Regions from separate parts of the Gossypium hirsutum genome. Here region 1 is linked to region 2. A link is a contact called in public Hi-C data. All regions are on one chromosome and are shown on one strand. Each heading gives the region's core, a stretch centred on a gene start, on an enhancer-like site or on the middle of the called end of the contact. The rest is flanking DNA. Distances are from core to core; before and after follow the strand shown.

What was found. A called contact is a pair of places that touch in the nucleus more often than the background predicts.
Region 1: a contact with region 2 is called in a Hi-C map of leaf, with 2.5 times the contacts expected there. The contact joins the promoter of LOC107886361 here to the promoter of LOC107886365 in region 2. A contact is called at or near these places in 5 of 34 Hi-C or Micro-C datasets (callus, hypocotyl and leaf).

The regions. Positions count from the first base shown.
Region 1 is chrA03:78,874,883-78,878,926 of Gossypium_hirsutum_v2.1, forward strand. It overlaps LOC107886361, which reads right to left and starts at 1,606. Exons shown (of 1, transcript XM_016810286.2): 1 at 588-1,606. The coding sequence starts at 1,422. The coding sequence ends at 655.
Region 2 is chrA03:78,501,730-78,505,921 of Gossypium_hirsutum_v2.1, forward strand. It overlaps LOC107886365, which reads right to left and starts at 1,909. Exons shown (of 14, transcript XM_016810291.2): 1 at 1,606-1,909; 2 at 674-747; 3 at 487-564. The coding sequence starts at 1,648.

The DNA.
Region 1 (4,044 bases), core at 356-2,855, 370 kb after region 2:
GTATTTAAAAAATTAAAGAAAAAATAAATAAGCCATGACAATCTCAACACGGTAAAATAAAAAGGATTAATTTTATTTATTTGTGAAATATGCTATATCATTGCTATCCTTTATTTTATTTGTTGTTATTTGATTTTAATTACCAATATTTTGATTTTAACCCTAATTATTCTAAATAATCGAATTTAAAATCGATTAGTTAACCATATGATTAAAATTTTGATGTAGTTTCATCTCTACCTATGACTGGGTAAGTGTTTTTCTTTTATCTTCTGTTGAGTTTATGATTTACATAAATAATCATTCACTAATTCTCCAAAAATTATCATTAAATTACAAGATAAAAAGTATTTAAGAGTTTGATTATTTCGTAAAAAATATAACTATTTATTAAATAAATAAATTTACAAAATATATTAAACAAAACTTTTAAATTGAATTAAAAAACAAAATGTATGATTTAGGATGGAGGGGTAAAAGAAAAATAAGGAGGCGTGGTAAAGGTTGGGTTAAGGTCACGAGAAAGAGGTTTTTGGGCAGAACATTGACCTATCTTATCGATATTGCCACCCCAATATTAAATAATATTTAATATAATAATATTCTCTTTTTTTTCCTCAGTTTTAAGGTCTCGAAAAATTCTGAAACAGAAAATTACACATTTGGATTCCAAAGACCCCATAAACGAGAATTAAATAATCCTAATATGTCCGGTAACACTTTCCTAGCCAAACCCTTGTCGTTACTTGTCGGCGGCGGCCGCGTACCTATTTCCACATCACTATCTTCCGCTACCGGATATTCCTCCGTCATTTCCACCGCTACAGCTGACTCTTCTTCAACATTCTTCTCCGTGAAAATGACGTCATCAGCAAAAACAGGTGCTTCCTCGGTGGAGACGGGGGCTTGGTGACCCGGGAGGTCAGAAACCGGGTTCTCGGGAATGCGAGAGACTGTTTTGGTGTTAGCATCCCTCCTTTTGAGACGCGCATTTTTCTTGGAAGCTTTGTGGGATTCGCCACTGGATAAGTGATCTTCAAAAGCTTCGATAACTTGATGGATAAGCTCGCGGTTAGGAGAAGAGTCCCAGCGAAGCCAATAAGTGGTGTAACAGTCGAAACAATCGCAGTCGAAATCAGGCGGCTTATGGGAGGGTTTGGCGGCGGAGGGTGGTGGGTGTTTCTTGGAAGATCTTTTCTTGGGAGAGATTAAAGAAGGGTTGGTGGTGGTGGTGGTGGTGGTTTTGAGAGACCTTGTAATCATGTAAGCTAAAACTTGTCGGTCCTCGAGAGAAAGGACTGAAGCAACAACTAAAATTGCAGCTGGAAGAAGGTTTAAAACGGAAAGATGGTCTTCACTAGAAGAAGCAGAAGAAGAAGAAGAAGGGGATGGATATACTTTACCTTTGTTTTTGAGCTTCATGCTTTGCTTTTCTTTTTCTTTTTTTTTTTTGTGGTTTCCCTGCCAAGCTTTGCTTCCAACTTTCAAGTTGTAAAGGAAGGTTACAAAAAATAGTTAAGTAATCAAAGTAGGGATTTTTGTGGGACAACCTTAAAGGTGGGTTTTTTTTTTTTATCTCTCCAATGTGTGTTTTATTTTGAATAATATATTATTTTGAATAATATAAATTAAAAGTTGGAGTTTATTTGATTATCTATGTGTAAGTTAAAATATTAAAAAGAAAAGACTATATGAGGTGTTCACAATTTTATACAAATCAAAGTAATAAAAAAAAAAGCAAAGAAAATTTATTAGATTAACTTTTTTATTTTATTTAGATCTAATCTATTTGGATAAGCAGTTACTCGTTTTTGTATTTCATTTTAAACTTGGGTACTTCGAATTATGAATTAAAGCAATTGCTTTTAAGAATTTTTAAATGATAACATTTTAATCATTTTTAAAATTAAATCAGTTGCTGTTAGCATTGGATAAATATTTTATTTATTATAATTTTATATATAAAAAATATTTTAAAATAAAAAATTTAATATGAATATCATTATATTTATAAAAGTTTATAAATAATTTTAATAAAATAAAAGTTTTAAAAATATATATTAGAATTAAATAAAATATCTTTTAAAATTAAATATTTTATCTTATAATGAAATCATATGTACTAAATTAAATAAAATTATGAAGAAATTTGAAAAGCAGTGGAATTTAAAAAAGTAAATTGAGAATCTCTCTCGAAATTACTCATAGATTTTGAATTTTTCTAATATATTTATCCAGACAAATAAATTTATTTTTAAAATTTTAAAAACCTTAATACAAATGAAATCTAAAATGTTAGGATTTTCAATTGCTTTTTTTATAAATAATTTGTTTATAAAATATTAAGTTAATAGAATTTTACAAATTAAAAAATAATTATAAAAGAAGAATAATTATATTAAAAATAAATAATATAAAAAATGTCGTTATATTTGTAAAAAATTATAAATAGTTTTAATAAAATAAAATTTAAATTATATATTTATAATTAAATAAAAATACATGTCTATTAAACCAAATAAAATTAGAATTTTTTTTTTGTATTCTTCATGTCCCGTTTATGGTTCATATTTGGGGTTCTTAACTCTCCTTTCCAGAGTTCGAACCTTCATTTTCCTCTTAAGAGTGTAATATATTTTACCATTGCATCCAATCACTTATTAGTAAATTATGAGCAATTTCGAAAAAATCACCTATTTAGGTGGAATTTGAAAAAAAGAATTTAAGCTATTAAAAAAAGAATTAGGCCTAAAGGTTGTTTTTTAAATTAATTAGGCTTTTAGGCCGGTTTCAAAATTAATTAGGGAAATAGGCCGATTTTAGGAGAGAGAAATAAAAAGTGCGTACAAGTGGGCAAGCTTTCTGCATAGGTGTCAGGAAAGCGCACCTAGCTAGACACGCTTTCCCTCAATGATAAAAAAGCAACGGTTTTTTTAACGTTGTCGCGCCAACGGTAAAAAATTTAAAATTCCAACGGTAAGTTTTTTTACCCTATAAATACCCCCAAATTTCATATTTTTTCATTCACACCCTTCTCTCAACTCTCTCAAACCTCTCAAGTCTCTCAACTTACTCGTTTTGATTGTGTTCGATATTTTTATTTAAAAATAATAATATTTTTATTATCTTGTATTGTATTTGTTCAAAATCAATTTTTCACGATGGCCGCCTCTCTAATCTACTTCGACAACAAGCATATTTCGACCATCTAAGCAGTAATGGTACAACGGAAATTTAAATTTCATTTATTTCAATAATGTTAAATTTAATTTTTTTAATTTGATGAAATTGTTTTTATTGTGTAAGTAGACGGATGATCGTGTTCTGCAGGGCTTCATTCATGATATGGAAAAGCCTACGATCCTTGAAATTCATGGCTACTTGTAAGTGGTTGGATTCTTACATGCGTCTTGCATGTTCAGGGGCTGCAAACTTGATTTGGCACTAATCAGCGCGTTAGTAGAAAGATAGAGGCCCGAAAGACACGCTTTCTACCTTCCATGCGGCGAGTGTACAATCACACTCAAGGACGTAGCGCTACAACTCGGTCTGCCAATGGATGGGTCAGTCATCACGAAATCAGCGATCGTTTCGAGTAAAGAGGACCTCTGCACAACATTATTGGAGAAGGTCCAGGACAAGTTCGAAGGTGGTCGGATATCGATCAACTGGTTGAAAGATAATTTTGACGAGCTCCTTAAAGACCGAACGGAGGAGGTCATAGAGCAATACACCCGAGCATACATCATGAGGTTAGTCGGGGCATTTTAATGCCTGAAAAATCTCGAAATTTGGTGCACATAAAGTGACTACTACATCAAGTGGACTTCAATGAGTGTGAAAAACTAAGTTGGAGATTTTCCATATTGTTGATATTATACCGGGAGATATATTGAGTCACGGTATCGAGTGCGGCGTCGATCAGTGGTTGACTGCTTTTGCTGCAGTCATGGGCCTAGTAGCGACTATCGTTTCTACATCACAAGGTGATTGACCCATACATGTTCCCGTTTGGTGACAAGGTAAACATCATTTATTAACAAA
Region 2 (4,192 bases), core at 659-3,158:
GACTGCTTGGCGTTCGCAATAATATATTGCTCAATGAAGTAACAAAGACATGTAAATACATAGGATAATTAACAATATGCAAAAACTAATCTACCAATTTTCCAGGCCACATGCTAATTTTTTTTTCAGGATGTAATTAAACATAGAATTTTAAAATTGGACTCAGCAACCAACTCCTTAGCACCATACAGAAATGTCAAAAGAAATTAATCTTGAAGCAAATGCAGCCAAATTTCATCACTACAAAACAGAGGTAAAAATTAGTTATAATCATCAATAACACCTGGAGGCTGGTAATTTCTTTTCAATCATCAATTACTTAGTAAAAGACTGAAGGGTCATAGAACATCATAAAAATCATTGTCATTGTTCAATTGGCATCTCAATTTTCGACTATAACAATCAAACAAGCAGAAACAGTTCCAAATATCAGAAGCTACTATATTATAGTTTACTCATAATGGGCATAGGAGATCAAGTATAAACCTGATCCATCAAATAGTCATTGCGTGGCTTGTTTCCTGATGGAGTAGAATCATCATGTTTAAGTTGCCGAAAAGCAAACTGCAGCAGGAGAAATTATTACCAAGTCAGCAAGAAAGGAACTGCAGCATCATCTCAATTTTATATATTAAAAGAAAATTGCATTTCACTTAAGAAATGGAAAAAGTACCTTGAAAGCACCACAAACAAAATCAGAAAGATTTCGCATGTGTCCTTCTTTCGCAAGAATTGAGCCAACAACACCTAGAAAGAAAATAACAGCCAAATTAGTTAGAAAAGTGGTTCTTTCTAATGGCTGAGGCATATCCAAGTTGGTAGGTACGTTTTTACTCAACAAACATAAAAATAATATGTTCACATATGAACATACTAGTTTGATCATAATTTTCAAAGCAAAGAGTTTGTCTAATCAATTGATCGATTTAGAATAAAAAACGATGCTTTTATTCTCTCTCAATGGTGAAGTAAAGACTAAGCCTATGAAATTACTATCCTAGACCATAAATGTCTATAGGGATCATCTTCCATTAGTAGAGAAGGCATCAAGATACTTCACAATAAGATAACAAAGTCATTTTTACAACATATAGATACCGTTTGATATTATAAACATTTACAGTTCCATTGAATATCACTCCAGCCTACTAGCCTGTAAAATCTACAGAGGCCCCCTCTGTTTGTAAAATCTTCCTTCAAGCTCATCATCTTAAGCTAACAAAAACAAGATTCCAGCTTCCCGTTCCAGTTTCAATCCCAGTCCCACAGCTAGGACCTTGGTCCCTAATGCATTATACGGTATCTAACAAAGCACTAAAACACAGGAGCCAGATAAAACCACCCCAATTCAATGAAATCAATTGCCAACTCAGCACCATAACCAGTAGCCATTCCCTAGAATCCAACAAACCGAACAACATAAATCCCACGAGCTAAACACAACTCGAAACAAAGGGTCCATCTAAAACCCTAAATTTAGTTCAACTAACCCAAAATATTAAACGGATTTAGCAACCGCAAAACGTAAGAAACCCTCAGAAATCCAAAAGATAACTGAATCATAAGTTCAAAAAGAAATTTGAGGGGAGCAACGATGGCACAGACCTGCACCGACGAGTATACTTAGCTTTCCAATAGGGAGAGCCATGGCCGGCTACGGTTGGAGCGTATGTTGATACAGTGTGAGTGTATATAGGGAGCAACGGAGACTGCTAAAGTACCATGAGAACAAAATATTCAAAGAAGGAAAGAAATCAAATTTTATTCTTTAGTTATAAATTATTCTTGGTTGCTGGGTTTTTCAACTGCTTCTGCCCTGCAATCGCTGGGGTTTAGTAAGGGGAAACTGGAGAAATCAAAGGCTTGGTTAATCGTTAAACAACGCAACAACCCTATTTGCTAAGTTTGTTGGTTAATTCTATAAATGGCCCTCCATTTTTTTGATAAATGACGTAAAGAGCCACCATGTCAAGCGAATATGCCACCATTGTCCTGTTTCACATATTTACGAATATGTCCTCTTGTGAATTTCCCACGTTCTTCTCTTTCTTTTTCTTTAGAGAGCCATTTTTTTTTTCTATAGAGATTGAGGGTGAGTTTGGATAAGCAGTGCGTTTAGCTGCGGTTAGTGTAAAAACAGTGGTAGCGGTGAGATTAAATACTGTAGTGATACTGTAGCGTGAGATAAAAAGTAAGCTAAACGCACCGCACCACAGTCAATCGCCCATCCAAACGAAGCCTGAATTTTCTTGGCTAATATATTTAAAAAACTGCTTAGACTACTAGACTTCGTTTAAAGAAGCCCTTACATTATAATAATATATAGTTAAATAAGCCCTAATCTATGATTTTTACCTTAAAAAGTCCTGTCAAAATATTTTAAAATTTGAGTTTCTATAGTAACTTTTTAATTAATGCTGTAGAAATTATTTGCATAACATTAATATAAAATTTAAAAGATTTATTAGAATTTTAAGTGTCTTATGCATATAAGTATTTTCAAAAAAAATATTATTTTATTTTTATTTAATAAACTATTCTAATCAAATTTACTTCAATATTAACTGCAAATTAATTTAAAATTTTAAAATAATTTTCCTTTTGTTGTAAATACATTAAATGAATGTCTATAACATTTAAACATTTATAAAAGTAATGAGTTAAACTCCTCATTCATTATTAAACATACTTAATGTACGTGTCAATAAAACAGTTAAATAAGCTTCATTTCTTTATGTTGCATTGAATGTCAATAGCTTATATATAAAACTTTTTTTGTAAATGAAAAGAAGATACAAGAAAATTCTCTATTTACTTTAAGTGTTCTTTTATTTGATTGTTTTATAATATGTTATCAGCACAAGTTTCTACAAGTTTATAGTGAAATTCACATCATTTCAACTTTATATAATTTACCCGTATAACTCCCGTTAAACTATTTACAGTATACGTATTTTCATAATTCTTTTATTTTATTTTCTAGATGAACTATTTGCTTTGGGTAACATTTGGACATTTATTTTTACAACTCAAATCTAATAATGAAAATAATATATACATGTTTTTATTTTACTAAAAGAAATTTCAATTAATGTAATTTGTGCTAAATTATTATTATGACTATTTCTCTTTACGCCAATATTTGACATACATATTATTATTTAGCAAATTTGGTATATATAATTGAATTATTTTACGATTTAGAATACTTATTATTTTACTAATATTTTTTATTTTGATTCAAGTGATTATCAAATCTTGCCAAACTTGAACTTGCGGCCTTAGACATCTCAAGCAAGAATTTTTGTCATGGTTGTTAGATGTTGAAATTCACCTAGATGCTAAAGGTCTAGAAAATACTATAGTAGTAGATAAAGAAGCATCTAATCAAGAAAAGACAAAAGCAATTATTTTCATTCATCATCATCTACATGAAGGATTAAAAGTGGAATATCTCATTGTGAAAGACCCTCTTGAGTTGTGGAAAAATTTGAAAGAACGATTTGACCGTCAAAAAACGGTAATACTCCCTAAAGCTCGTTATGATTGGATGCACTTACGGTTGCAAGATTTTAAGGCTGTAAGTGAATACAATTCAGAACTTTTAAAAATTAATTCTCAACTAAAATTATGTGGAGAAAACATAATTGATGAGGACTTGCTAGTAAAAACATTTTCAACCTTTCAAGCTACTAATGTGCTTCTACAGCAGCAATACCGTGAAAAAGGTTTTAAAAGGTATTCTGAATTGATTTCATGCCTTTTGATGGCTGAACAAAATAATGAGTTGTTGATAAAAAATCATGAAATTCGTCCTACTGGTTTTGTACCAATCCCTGAAGTGAATGTAGCAGTGCACAATAATTATAAAAATAGAAAATAGAGAGGTCGTGATCGTGGTCGTGGATGTAATAGGGGACGTGGTCGAGGACGTACTAGTAATCGTTATCATGGTGGTCATAACAATGATACTTCTAACCACCAAAAAAAGAATAACAATGAAAGACAATAAAGAAGTGGTCAAAATAATCCTTAGATTGTTGAGAATATATGCTACAGATGTGGTATGAAGGAGCATTGGTCATGTACCTATCATACGCATGAGCATTTAGTGAAACTTTATCAAGCATCCATTAAAAAGAAGGGAAAGCATATGGAGACAAATTTTACATCTCAAAATGATGGAATGAAG